Linked DNA regions of Mus musculus: region 1 is linked to region 2. A link is a contact called in public HiChIP or PLAC-seq data. All regions are on one chromosome and are shown on one strand. Each heading gives the region's core, a stretch centred on a gene start, on an enhancer-like site or on the middle of the called end of the contact. The rest is flanking DNA. Distances are from core to core; before and after follow the strand shown.

The links. HiChIP or PLAC-seq counts read pairs in DNA pulled down with a chosen protein or histone mark.
Region 1: a contact with region 2 is called in a FOXA1 HiChIP or PLAC-seq map of pancreatic cancer cells. The contact joins two enhancer-like sites. A contact is called at or near these places in 10 of 484 Hi-C or Micro-C datasets (the AML12 cell line, the N1E-115 cell line, cerebellum and 6 more), 3 of 115 datasets of contacts at active chromatin or transcription factors (embryonic stem cells and pancreatic cancer cells) and 1 of 9 other capture datasets (embryonic stem cells).

The regions. Positions count from the first base shown.
Region 1 is chr9:47,699,096-47,704,957 of GRCm38.p6, reverse strand. The region is part of intron 1 of Cadm1 (cell adhesion molecule 1); the gene reads right to left. Among named protein-coding and RNA genes, the nearest start is that of Gm10677, 120 kb to the left of the region's middle. Within about 2 kb of position 1,702, at least 36 of the 459 cell types and tissues checked have an H3K27ac peak or open chromatin away from gene starts, as enhancers often do. A contact at or near this core is called in pancreatic cancer cells, where this site is marked.
Region 2 is chr9:47,443,915-47,450,032 of GRCm38.p6, reverse strand. No RefSeq gene overlaps it. Among named protein-coding and RNA genes, the nearest start is that of Gm31816, 79 kb to the right of the region's middle. Within about 2 kb of position 4,387, at least 27 of the 459 cell types and tissues checked have an H3K27ac peak or open chromatin away from gene starts, as enhancers often do. A contact at or near this core is called in pancreatic cancer cells, where this site is marked.

The DNA.
Region 1 (5,862 bases), core at 453-2,952, 260 kb before region 2:
CATTAATTCCATCGCTATTTTAATATCTACCATGTGCCACAGTAAATAGACATCATATGATCACAAACACACTTTATGTTCTAAACTCTGATTCCTATCAGTAGTGTTTGAAAGGAAATGCTGTAATTTTAAGGGTCAATTTTTAGATATTATTTGGACACATATGGGTCATACCTTCAAATTCACTCTCCTGATTCCTAAGTGAGTACACTTAATACTTAGTACACTAATAAGGGCCCTGTGAAAGGGCTCCATACATTTCGGGATATGCTAATGAGGTACTGCAGGCAGTGGGTGTGTCTGCAGGCAGTGAAGGGGGAGGAGCTTGGAGGCGCTGCTTCCCTGTGGCTGGGTAGGAGAGCTCTACCGAGCTCTATATTCATCAGTTTATTACTTACATCAATTACACAGACTTTCAATAACTTTCAAGCACTCTATCTACTTACAATTAAAACCCCCAAAAGATCACAATGGGTGACCCACAATCCAGTCCATGTACTTTCCCTGACTGTTCCTACCAGGGTCCAGTTTAAAGAAATCATCCAATATTTTTCAGTGTTAATTTCTAATTCGAAACCTTGCCTAGCAGAGTTTCATCTCTCAACACCTGAGGTCCAGGCCCCACACCTCTGAAAACTGAATCCCAGTTGGTTCATCTGTCTTGGTCTGTGTTCCCTAAGAGTCCTGATCACTTCTGGGTTGGCTCTGTGTCTCCCCAGTCTCTTACCTGTGTCCCCGGCATCTCTTCTCTGGGTTTACTCTTCGTGGTCTTTTGTTTACAAGGACAGTCATTTAGTTACTGTCATTGGTGTCTTAGGATGCCCCTTGTCAGTCGTCAGTTGGTAGAAACAACCTGTTTTAGACATTTTATGCGTTCACAAGCCTGGGCTGTTCTGCCATGTCTTAAGGCGAGCCTGTTAACAAAGATGGGCTACATTTCCTCAACCTGGTTCTGAAGCTGTAGGATTCTGTTTTAATTCTTCTTCCTCAACACCAGACTTAGCTTCCTGATTTTACAGGCTTGAGTTCAGTTTGTTGACCTTGGTCTTCAGTGTGTGCTACACTTGAAGACTACTTCCCCCCGCAATGCAATTTGATGATCCCTGATTACTTGGGAGACAGCTACTGTTCTTCGTACAGGGGAGACCAATTGGCAGGAATGTACCTCCAGAGCCCACTCTTCCTTCCCTACCATCAGGGAGTCAGGGCAATTACCCGGCATGGGTGACTGATAAGGAAGCCCTTGCAGACATCCTCATTCCTAAAGCAGAGTCAAAGCCTGGCCAGCAGCCACATTCCTTCTGAACAAATAAAGTCACAGACCAAGCCAAGACCTGCCTGAGGGCAAGGGATGGGCGGAATCACAGGTGCTTTCTGCTGCATACTACCAAGAGACTGAGGGCATCAGCCAATGAGCGAGCGAGCGAGCGGGTCAGCAGTCATTTCCACCAATCATACCACCAAGAGACTGAGGACATCAGCCAATGAGCGAGCGGGCGAGCTGAGGACATCAGCCAATGAGCGAGCGAGCGGGTCAGCAGTCATTTCCCAAATCAACGGAAACCATCAGCAGTGGTGGAGATGGCGCAAGAGCAGGTTAGGACAAGGAGACCAGGTTTCCATGATTAGAGGCAGAGTGGGAGTCCATGGGGGAGGGAGGAGGGTGGGATGCTGAGTCAGGAAGGTGAGATCTGATTTCAACAGAGAAGAATGAGACAATTCCTCCCAGAACCCAGCAGGGGCTCCACGCCTGGGGCTCACTGTGGTTACTTCTGGGGGTTTGTTGCCCTTTCAGATAATTTCACGGGTATTTTAAGGAAAACAGAGAAGACACTGTTCACTGCGCTTCCTCTCACTCTGCTCTATTCTTGGAAGTCAGCAGTTCAATCTCCAGTGGAACTTCTCACTAACATTATGTTCAGTTATTTGTGCTCTCCAAACAATACGTGTTTTTAGGCAAAGACTTTCTAGCCTCTCCAACTGAACAAAGGAGCCTCCTACACAGAGCCACACGTTCCCATTCAGAAAGCCCTCAGGCAGATCTGTGAAGCTTGCCATCATAAGACCCATTTAATTTTAAATTAAATTAAGGGCCCAAAAGGTAAGTGCATTGTTCAGGTTATTCCAACTAATGTCCTAAACCTACAATTTCAATGATTCTCCATCCAACTGATGACTCCTACTGTAATAAAGAATTCATGAACCATGGAAACAACTGACAAAAATAAAATAAATAAATATCACTCACTGCTTCGAGAGAAAGGCATTCACACAGCCTAGGCCCCAACCGCAAAGGGTGAGTGGCTGTCTAGGGAAAGGTTTTGTCAAGATTTTTACCAAGACTGTAACTCTAAAGAGGTAAAAATGGGCCCCAAGGATGGCTTTCTAATAAAAGCATGCTAAATTGAGATGGCCCCAAATTTCTGAGGCCTACCAGATGACATTCACAAATACTCACCCAGGCAGAGCTACTGGGATAGAGATGTAACAAAGACGAAGCATGGGCCTTTAGTTTTCCCAGGCTCCTCTCTCCCAGGTGAACGGGGATGAAGCTGACAAATTCCCTTATTCAACACATTTATTGATCCAATTGCCCCAGTTTTTGTGAAGTTTTCTAACAATGCTCAGTGACTTCAAAGTTGCAGGAGGAAAACAGATGGCAAAGGAAGGACCTAGTTTGGAAATTCTCAAAGAAGGCTGTGCAAAAGAGATGTACGGGCCAAGCATAGCCACCGAGGGACACTGGGTATCACAGAAGGGGCTGTCCAGCCTCCTCACTCTCATCTTCCCACAATGGAAAACAAGGGGAGACCAAGGAATGAAAGGGGGCAGACAGGACGTTTCTAGAGAAGCATGGGGGAAGTGTAACACGGGCGGTGTACATTGGAAGGCTGCTTCAAAGAGAAGCTAATAGAGTTTGAAACTCCGAGAGTGGAGCAGATCTATCAGGTGTGGCATGTGTGTGCACAGCTGAAGTCGAATAAAGATGAAGGTCATTTGAGATGAGGGAGTCAGAGAACTGGGATGTAAGTACTAGAAATGCCATTAAAGGGATGTGACACCTCCTCAGGGTTCTGTGTGACTCCTGGAGAACAGGGAGAGACCACTTGGAAGCAACTCTGGCTCCATGGTTACTGCTAGGGAGGAGGCCTGGGCAGTGGGAACTCGAAGCTCAACGGGCCTGGTGCTTCTGTACTGTGCTAGTCTGGCCCGCAAAGGTCTTCTGATTTCTGCATTAAAAGTCTGTCCTTAACATGTAGCTCTGTTGGAAGATGGAACCTTCAGAAACGGAGCCTTGGGGGAGGAAGTTAGGATATTGGGGGCATGCCACGGAAGAGGGCATTAGTACTCCAACTCTTCTCTCAAGGCAGACTTCTTCTGTTATCTCTCCCAGCCTGACCCTCCATGCAAAGGAACATGGTCAACTCACAGTGAATTGACACCTTTGAACTGGAAGCCAAATAAACTTTTCCCCCTTAAACTTCTCTCAGCCATTGCGTCACAACAGTGCAAACGTGCAAGCTTAGTTGTCAGTTTTCAAAGTTAGAACGAGGGTTTTAGAGACCAAAGGAGGGGACATTGAAGCCACCCTTTGTCTGCCGTTCACAGCAGCTTGCTGGCAGACTCTGGTTATTTCTTTAAGAGTAATTAAGTCATCGCAACTGAGAAATAAAGGTGAAGTGAGAGGAAATGAGCTGAGAGGAAATAAGGAGAGTCATGAAAGATAGATACCCCCCTTTTCAGCTGAGGAGTAGAAGAGGGAGTGGCATTCCCTAGCCACTTGGAAGCCTATTCTCCCCTCAGATCACCACTGCCACCAAACCCCACCCGATGTCTTAATGTCTTTCCCCAGCATTCTCTATTTCCCCTGCACACACGGAGCCACGTCAGCCCCACCTCACCAGATCCTCACCTCCCATCCCAAGGGCTTGCTGGCCTATTCCCCCATCAGCTCTTCCAAACCAACACCACGGAAACAGAATTTGCTGTCTCCCTTCTCCTCTGCTGTCTGGTCACTCACACCAGAAAGCCATCTTGTAAAACCTGCTTGGTCTCTACTTTCTCTCTTTCCCCATTCCCAACTGATGAACAAACCCCAAGGCTTACAACTACATTGCAAACCATTCCTTCTCTTCCATTCTGACTCCACCCTCAGGGCCTGGCATCTTTATTCACCCAATTCCCCATGAGTTCCTACCTGGTTCTATAGACCTCTAACATGCTCTCCACACCACCCCAGCTCCATCTGTCCTAAAAAAAAAACAAAACAAAACATCCAGCCACACCAACTTACATACTCACTGAAAACTGTCCATGGCTCTCGAGGCCTACTGGGAGTTCCATAAGCTCCAAGTCATGACGTGTTAAAAGCCTCACAAAACCCCTGGGAGGATCCCAATGATTGAAAGCCAAGAGGTGTTTGCAAAGCTCTCAACCATTAGCCAATGGTTCTTAGCCTTTAGGGGGTTACAGTCTTTTTGGACAGTCTGATAAAAGCTCCGGTGCTTAATCAAAAGCATGAACACATGCCTTTGCCTTTGCCTACAAGTAAACTCTGACAGCCAAATTTTAGGGCATCTATGGATGCTCAAAGACAATCCAGAGTAAGACCCCCTCACTGCGGTACGTATTACTTTCGCATGGGTACACAGAATTGCAGTATCATCCCAACAGCATTCCAGCCCCACAAACAAGCCATCAGCTCTCCTGTGGGCAGTCTGATTATTCATGCAGATGTCTAAAATATTCATCAGCAGGGTCACTGGGCACACAGTGGAGATGGACAGACAATGAGTACAGTAGTTAGCATACAGGCTCACAGTCATTTCATCTGAGTGCAGCTGTCCCGACGCACAACTGTTTGAAAAGAACAGGTTATTTTGAAAACAATCAGCTGAATTGAGTCAAAAAACAAAAAAAAAAAAAACAAAAAAAAAAAAAAAAAAAAAAAACAAAACCAAACTGGCCAGTAGGCCTTCATTCTAACTGAATGGAAATGCAGTGAGGTTCCTTCCTCTTCACGTAGCTCAGTGATGCAAACACAGACATGCAGAAGCTGGTCCACAGCATTGGAGCTCATTACTCATGAGCCTGCTCCGTGCAGCTGCATCCTATTCCTCACAGCTTGGCTTAGCCGTGTTTGTCTGTATGTCCTTCTACAGGTCTGTGCTCCCACACCGCGTGTGTCAGTTCTCAAGGAAGAAGGAGGGGAGCCAGGTGATAGTGTGACAGAACTTGCACAGGCATGGGCTCTAAGGGCAATACATTGGAGGCTCTTTCCCTAGAGACTGGCCCTAAAACCCACATCCAAAAGCACTGACTGTCAGGAAAGGTTGGAGCAATACCAATGACTGACCATGCCAATCACAGGTGACAGAACACCACACTTCTCGGTGTGTCAGAGAGTCAGAGTACCAACACAGACTAGGAACTCTGTACTACTAAACGGACATAAGAAAGGAACACTGGCCTGTAAGTGTGAACCTTTTAAAATAAGCATTTCATTAACTGTTTTTACTTGCATTCTGAAGATTAATATTTCGGTACGTAATATTCTAAGACAGATTCCTTTGGACATCTGAGTTGATGTCTTTTTCCCTTGATAAATTTCCAACAAGAAGTTTCAGAAATCATCCAAGACTTCCAGCTGTGCTTTTCAAAAAGCACCTGTACTTCCCTATTCTGTCAGCAGATGGCACTCTCACGCACTGGCAGGCCAGAACAATCATAAATCTAACAGGACTACATTAGAGGTGTGGCTTGCACATCTTGGGGGTCAGAGTCATTTTTAAATTTAAAGTTAATTGAGGGCCTCAAAGAAATTTGTTTACTTGGGCTATGCATATAGACTGTCATCACATT
Region 2 (6,118 bases), core at 3,138-5,637:
ATAAGAATTTCCCTGGTCATGGTGTCTCTTCACAGCATTAACCCCACCCCCCCACTCCCACCCAAGATAGCTGACTCCACAGGTAAAGGATGGACCATAAGATCTGGCTAACACAGGATGGGCAGAGCTCGAGAGACTAGAAGTTGTAAGGAAGGAGCCGCACGTGAGCAGGTAAGAGCCTGGACTGTTTAAGCAGAAGGTCTTCTTAGGAGGACAGGGGTGGATCATGGAATGGCAGTTACAGGGGTTGAAACGAAGGACAGCAAGACTTGAGAGTTTTCATCTGAGTTGTCCCCCAGAAGACTAGAGGTATTTGGGGTGACGCTAGAGATCTGGTGTGATGACCTGTGAGCTGGAGAAAAAGCCTAGGAGGACCTGTGGCGGATGATCGAGGTCAGTAAGTGGTTGTAGTCAGGCTGCTTTGTAGTTGGGTATGGAATCTCAAAAGGCTCAAGATGGGAAGCTACTGGCTCCAGCCTGAAGCATGGCTCCGAGGGTTGAAAATGAGAAGAGCTAAAATCGAACAGAGGCAGGATCAAAAGCATAAGCATGTATTCACTCCTGAAGGCTAGTAGGGTGAAGTCAGGGTCAAAGCAACACCCACCTGGGAGGTAATAGAATCACAGGCACAAATGCGAGGTAAAGATCAAAGGGAACAAAGCGTTAGAGTTTGCAGTAGGTCTGGAGGGGGTCAGTGACTGGGTGAAATCCAGCAGACTAAAGAGTGGTTGTCCTGGGCTTTGCCATCTGTAACCTTGGGGTTTTCTACCTGTCCACTTTGTTCTCTGAGATAATGACTCAAAGACTTCTTATATATTTACAAATGCCTAAGCCAAAGCTTTACACTATCCCAGAATCCTTTCTTCCTACCGGAAATCCCATCTTCTATTTCCTGCCTCAGCAATAGGCCAATCAGCGTTTTGTTGACAGGTGGAATGCTTTTACTCTGTGCAGCACAGAACCTGCTCAGCCATTGGTCTAGCAAAATGCAGGGAGTTTGGATTGCAGACCTGCTTGGCCCCCTTTGGGAGCCAGGGTGAACTGCTGAATGCTCATCTGACTTTTGCTTCCTGAGGTCCCCCTCTACTGCCAGCAACTTCTCCTCCCAAATGGTGTGATGGTTAATATTGCCAAAGTGAATCACCAAATATCTGAGCTTGGTTGTGGGGGAGTCTAGGTTGGGTTGGCGCTGGATGACCCACCTCATATGTGAGTAGGGCCTTTCAACAAACTGGATGACTGAATAAAAAGAGGAAAGGGAGCAAGTAACAGTATTTTAGCATTCGCCTCTCTAATTCCTGACTGTATTGCAACAAGACTAGGCCTTCGCCACCATGACTTCCCTGCTATGATGGACTGAGCCAAAATAAATCCTTCTGTTCTGAAGTTGCTTTTGTCAAATATATTATTATAGCCATGAGAAAAGATAACCAACTCAGGTGGTGAACTTGTATTAGGAACATATCTTAATATGACATCTCTTCACTTATGCCAAATTTAAAGTAGTTTGAGATTTGGGAGTGTTGCTCAGTGGAAAATCACATGCCTAGCATCAGCAAGACATTGGGTTTGGTTCCTAGCACCACAAGTGAGCAATGGAAACAGAAACAGAGCTAATTAACTCTCTGCATCGTGGCCAGTGTTGACATGGTTTTAGTCTATATGTACTGGGACCGCTCAGCTCTCAGATGGTGACAGTGAGCTGTCTGGTAGTCTCTTCAGTCTGTGGCAGACCTCTGGCCACATGCACTGGCACTGTGTTTGGAAGGTCTTCAACAAAGGCCATGGTGTGGAGAACTTTGTCCTCTTTGGTCCCCATGCAGCTTTCCAGTGTACCAAGGTCTTTGTTTCTCTAGCAAATGACCTCTGCAGGCATCTGTCTTCCTTTCTGGGAGAGGCAGGTCTTTTCTTTTTTCTATCTTGTTCAGGACTCTACCAGCTTCTTCTGAGTCCAAGGCAGACTCTCCTTTCCTTTCTAGATCCTGTACCCCAGGGTCTCTCTTCTGCATAAACAATTTATTCTCCCAACTGTCCCTATGTTTGAACAAAAACAACAGCATCTGGCTGGGAAGCAATGGTAAGTGGTTTGTCACTAACTCAGTGAAGAAATGGAGACCATAAAAACACAGAAGCCTGGGGAATGGACAGAAGGAGGTTCTGGGGAGGAAGGAAAGAAGGAAGGAGGAAGGGAGGAAGGAAGGAAAAAAGGAAGGAAGGAAGGAAGGAAGGAAGGAAGGAAGTGGGAGGATGGAAGGAGGAAAGGAAGTGTCTTTTGTATCTTTGTGTTGATTCTGCTGCAGAAATAAATAAGACACAGGTAACTTCTGAGCCACTTATTCTGGTCCACTGACATTCAAATAAATTGCCTTTTGAGATATAAATTCCCTGGAATGGAGTCGAGTCTCAGGTGGATTCCAGAGTCACTTCAGAAATGAGCATAATAAAACTGTGGAACTGTTTAGGTGTCCCCGAGGCCTGTCACTGTGGCTGGGACAAGACTTCTGGCCAAGATGGGAGTTGACCAGGCTGTAAGCACTGGATCCACCAAGAAGTGACATTCTTGCTGTGCCTAGTGACCCGTCTGAAGCTCATTAGAAAATGACATTAGGTGTGATGGCGGCAGTTCAGGCAAACAAATGGATATCAGAGTGCTTTCAGGCAAACAAATGGATTGCAGAGCATTTGCCTAAGGTTGTAGAGAAACGAAATATGTTTCTGAGCCAAATACAATAAGCAAAGAACATAAGCCTCCAAGAACACTTATTAGATAACAGAGAAAGGACTTGGGGGGAGGATGGGGAAGAGATGGAAGATGGGTAGTTAAGATTCACTGGGATCTGGCTCTTTCCCCTCGTTGAGGTCAGGAGATGGGACAGTTAACACACTCTTTTATTTTGTATCAACAAAGCTTTTCCTGGTCCCCCATTTCAGCTAAACCTCATCTATTACCTGACGGTCTAACCCAGGTTGAGGATTTGGCAAAGACTCAAGATAACGGCGCTGCCACAGTCTGCCCCCAACATACCCTTTTATTTTTCTTCATGCTTTTCCTTTGTTTATCGATATGTATGTGGAAGCCGGAGGTTGGTGCCAAGTGGCTTCACTGCTGATCTACCCAGCTGTTTTTCCCTGAGTGTTGAAGATCCAAACTCATGCTTGAGCAGTAAGCACTTTACCAACTGAGCCGGCTCCTAGCCAAGCATGCGTTCCGATTTTTGCTTTACACCCTTACAGGAGAGATCGCACATGTGTGCTTGTTGATCTCTCTTCTTGTGGTTTTAGTAGGAAATATTTGTTTCATATATCAGATTTATAAGCAGGGTCCGGGATGTTCAGGCACGATCCCGATGGCTTCCTGAATATGGCAGCCAAGGCGTGGTCAGTAACAGGGCAGATACATTTCCCAAAAAGATAAATTAACTTGTAGTGAGGCATGACAGCCAGCAACACTTTCCTGCTAGTATCTGACTATAAGGCTACTGACTGAGTGTGACAGAAAACTATAGGGACTGATAGAGCCAGAGAGAGGACAATATTCAGCGACTGTCACTATGAAGGAGGACCAGGGACCAAATTGTCTCTGTAGGTCCCTAAAGAAGACTATAGAAGAAACGGTAGCATCCCAAGGATTTGGAATCCTTAGGAAAAAATGATACCATTGGCATGCCTCAGTTCCCCCATCTTAAATCATGTTTCATGGGTAGGAATCTCATTTACAAATCTGGCCACAAGAAATTTTCTTTATGTCTTCCTAAATCCAATGCTTCAGTTCCTGTACCTCTGAGAACATGGGATGTGTAATCTCTGTCAAGGAGGCTTTTTCTCCTAGGGTTGTGGGAAGGTCCTGGGGTCTTATGTAATACCAAGGCATTTCAAAGTCTTTTATTCATTCTATTTATTCAATGATTTTTAAAGTTTTTAAAATTAATTTTTTTAAAAAATTATTTTATATGCATTGGTATTCTGCCTGCATGTGTGAGGGCGTCAGATTTTTTGGACAGAACTGGAATTGCAGACAGTTCTGAGCTGCCATGTGGGTGCTGGGAATTAAATCCGGGTCCACTGGAAGAACGGCCAGTTCTCTTAACAGCTGAGCCATTTCCCCAGCCTCAAATATCATTTTTTTATATCTGCTTAGTAGCTAAGTCTTAGCTCAACACTGCTGTAGACATAAAATTCATGAACAAAAGACTTAGTTTCTGGTCTCAAGAAGTTTGCAGTCTGCAGGGACTGGCTAGGAGTGGGAAGGGTGTTTACGGGGGCAGGCAAGAGATGGATAAACACATGAATCAACTAAGAAGCAGAGGAGGAGGAACCCAGGACAAGGTAAACATCTAAGGGTGTCACATCCTAGGAAGGGACAAACCTGTTCCCAGCTACAGGAGAGACAGATGAGTCAGACCACAGAGTTCCAAATGCCAGCTTAATGGCTAATCGAAGCTAGACTAGAGGATATGACTCAGAGCCCAGCAACAAGAGTTCTCCACGCCGAACCCCGAAATTAAGAAGATTTGCATATCTAGTCTTAGGAAGTGATGATCAGTCATGAGTCGCCCCCAAACTGTCACTGTTAAATCTCCTGCTTGGTCTATAGCGGCTGACTCCCACTCTCTGTGGTTTCCTAAAGACAAAGGGAAGAGCTAAACCACACCCCAGCATCTTCTGTCAGTTTGTCAATCACAGGAAAGGACAGGAGAGCATTCATTCCACAGAAGGAAGCCTCCTGATCTTTGTCCTGATCTCCCAACCATGAACAGACATTTACAGGACATTTGTTGATCTTAAAGATTTTCTGTTTGTCCTGAATTCCCCTCCCATGGCTCATGTGTTTTCCTTCTTTCCTCCCTCCCGCCTTTACTTTCTCTGGCCATGCTTGGGTTAGAACCCAAGGGCTTTGAGCAAGTACTGTACCCTGAGCCTCACAGGAGAGTATATCCCCAGCCCTTAGTCTCCCTTACTCCCTGTACCCTTTACAAACTCTTCTACTCTAGAAGGGTTTGAACTTAGTCATGTTCATATGACCAGAGTTCCTCTGATACAGCTTCAGACTTCTCTAATCACAGACAGCCACATTTGCCACCTCTGTGTGCCTGATGTTTTGTCTCGTTTGCTGGTGGAAAAGAAAGCTCTGCTGGTTGGAGGCAGGGTGAGGGTGGGGAGTAGAACTTTTCATACCTCCTGGGCACTGACTTGTCTGAGCCACTTCTCCTCCAGATCTGGAGTTTATCTTTCTTCCTCTGACATCCTCCCACCTCCACCCCCACCCCACCCCCACCCCCCTCACAGCCAGAGGGCACTCAGATGAGACAGCAACTGGTATTCAGGAAATAGCCTAGGTTTTTTGGACTTAATTATTTCAGTGGGCTTGTCTAGGGCATAGAGGACAAGGAGGTCATCTCACGAACAAATATCCAGGTCCCTGGGGGCCAGCCATGGGTGGCTTCCCAACACTGTGGCTGTACCCACCCATGCAGGATTCCAATCTTGGAAGGCCAGGAGGGAGAAAGTAATTGAGGGTTTCTCACAGGATTGATATTTGGGCCAGCTCATTCTTTATTCTGGGAGTACACAGAGCACTGAGGAATATTTAGCATGGAGCCTGGCCACTAGATGCCACAGCATCCTCCACACTTGTGGCAACCCAAAATTTCTAGAGTTGTTGCGAAATGTCCCCTATGGTTGGGGGTAAACACCCTCAGCACGGAGCCAGTGGTTTAGAGAGCTGCAGTGCCCATGTAATAAACAATGAGGCACATGCCTTCCTGGCTTGACATGATCTGAGTGCTAATCCACCTATCTGTTTTTATTCTGTGCTCTTCTTGTAGATGTGCATGTGTGTGTGTGCTGTTCTATTAAATCATATCTGTTCTAATGCCATTGATATCTCAGTGTTTGCTTATGCACAACTCTGTCTCCCCAAACATTAAGTGAACACAGAAGATAGGAGCTAGTTAACTGACTTCTGCCAAAAATACTCATGTATACATCATATCCACTTGTACATCATACACATACATCCTACACACGTATACATAATACATAGTCGTACATCACGTCCATCTATCCTACATACTTGTACATCACACACGTACATCCTAGCTACTTGCACATCATACAC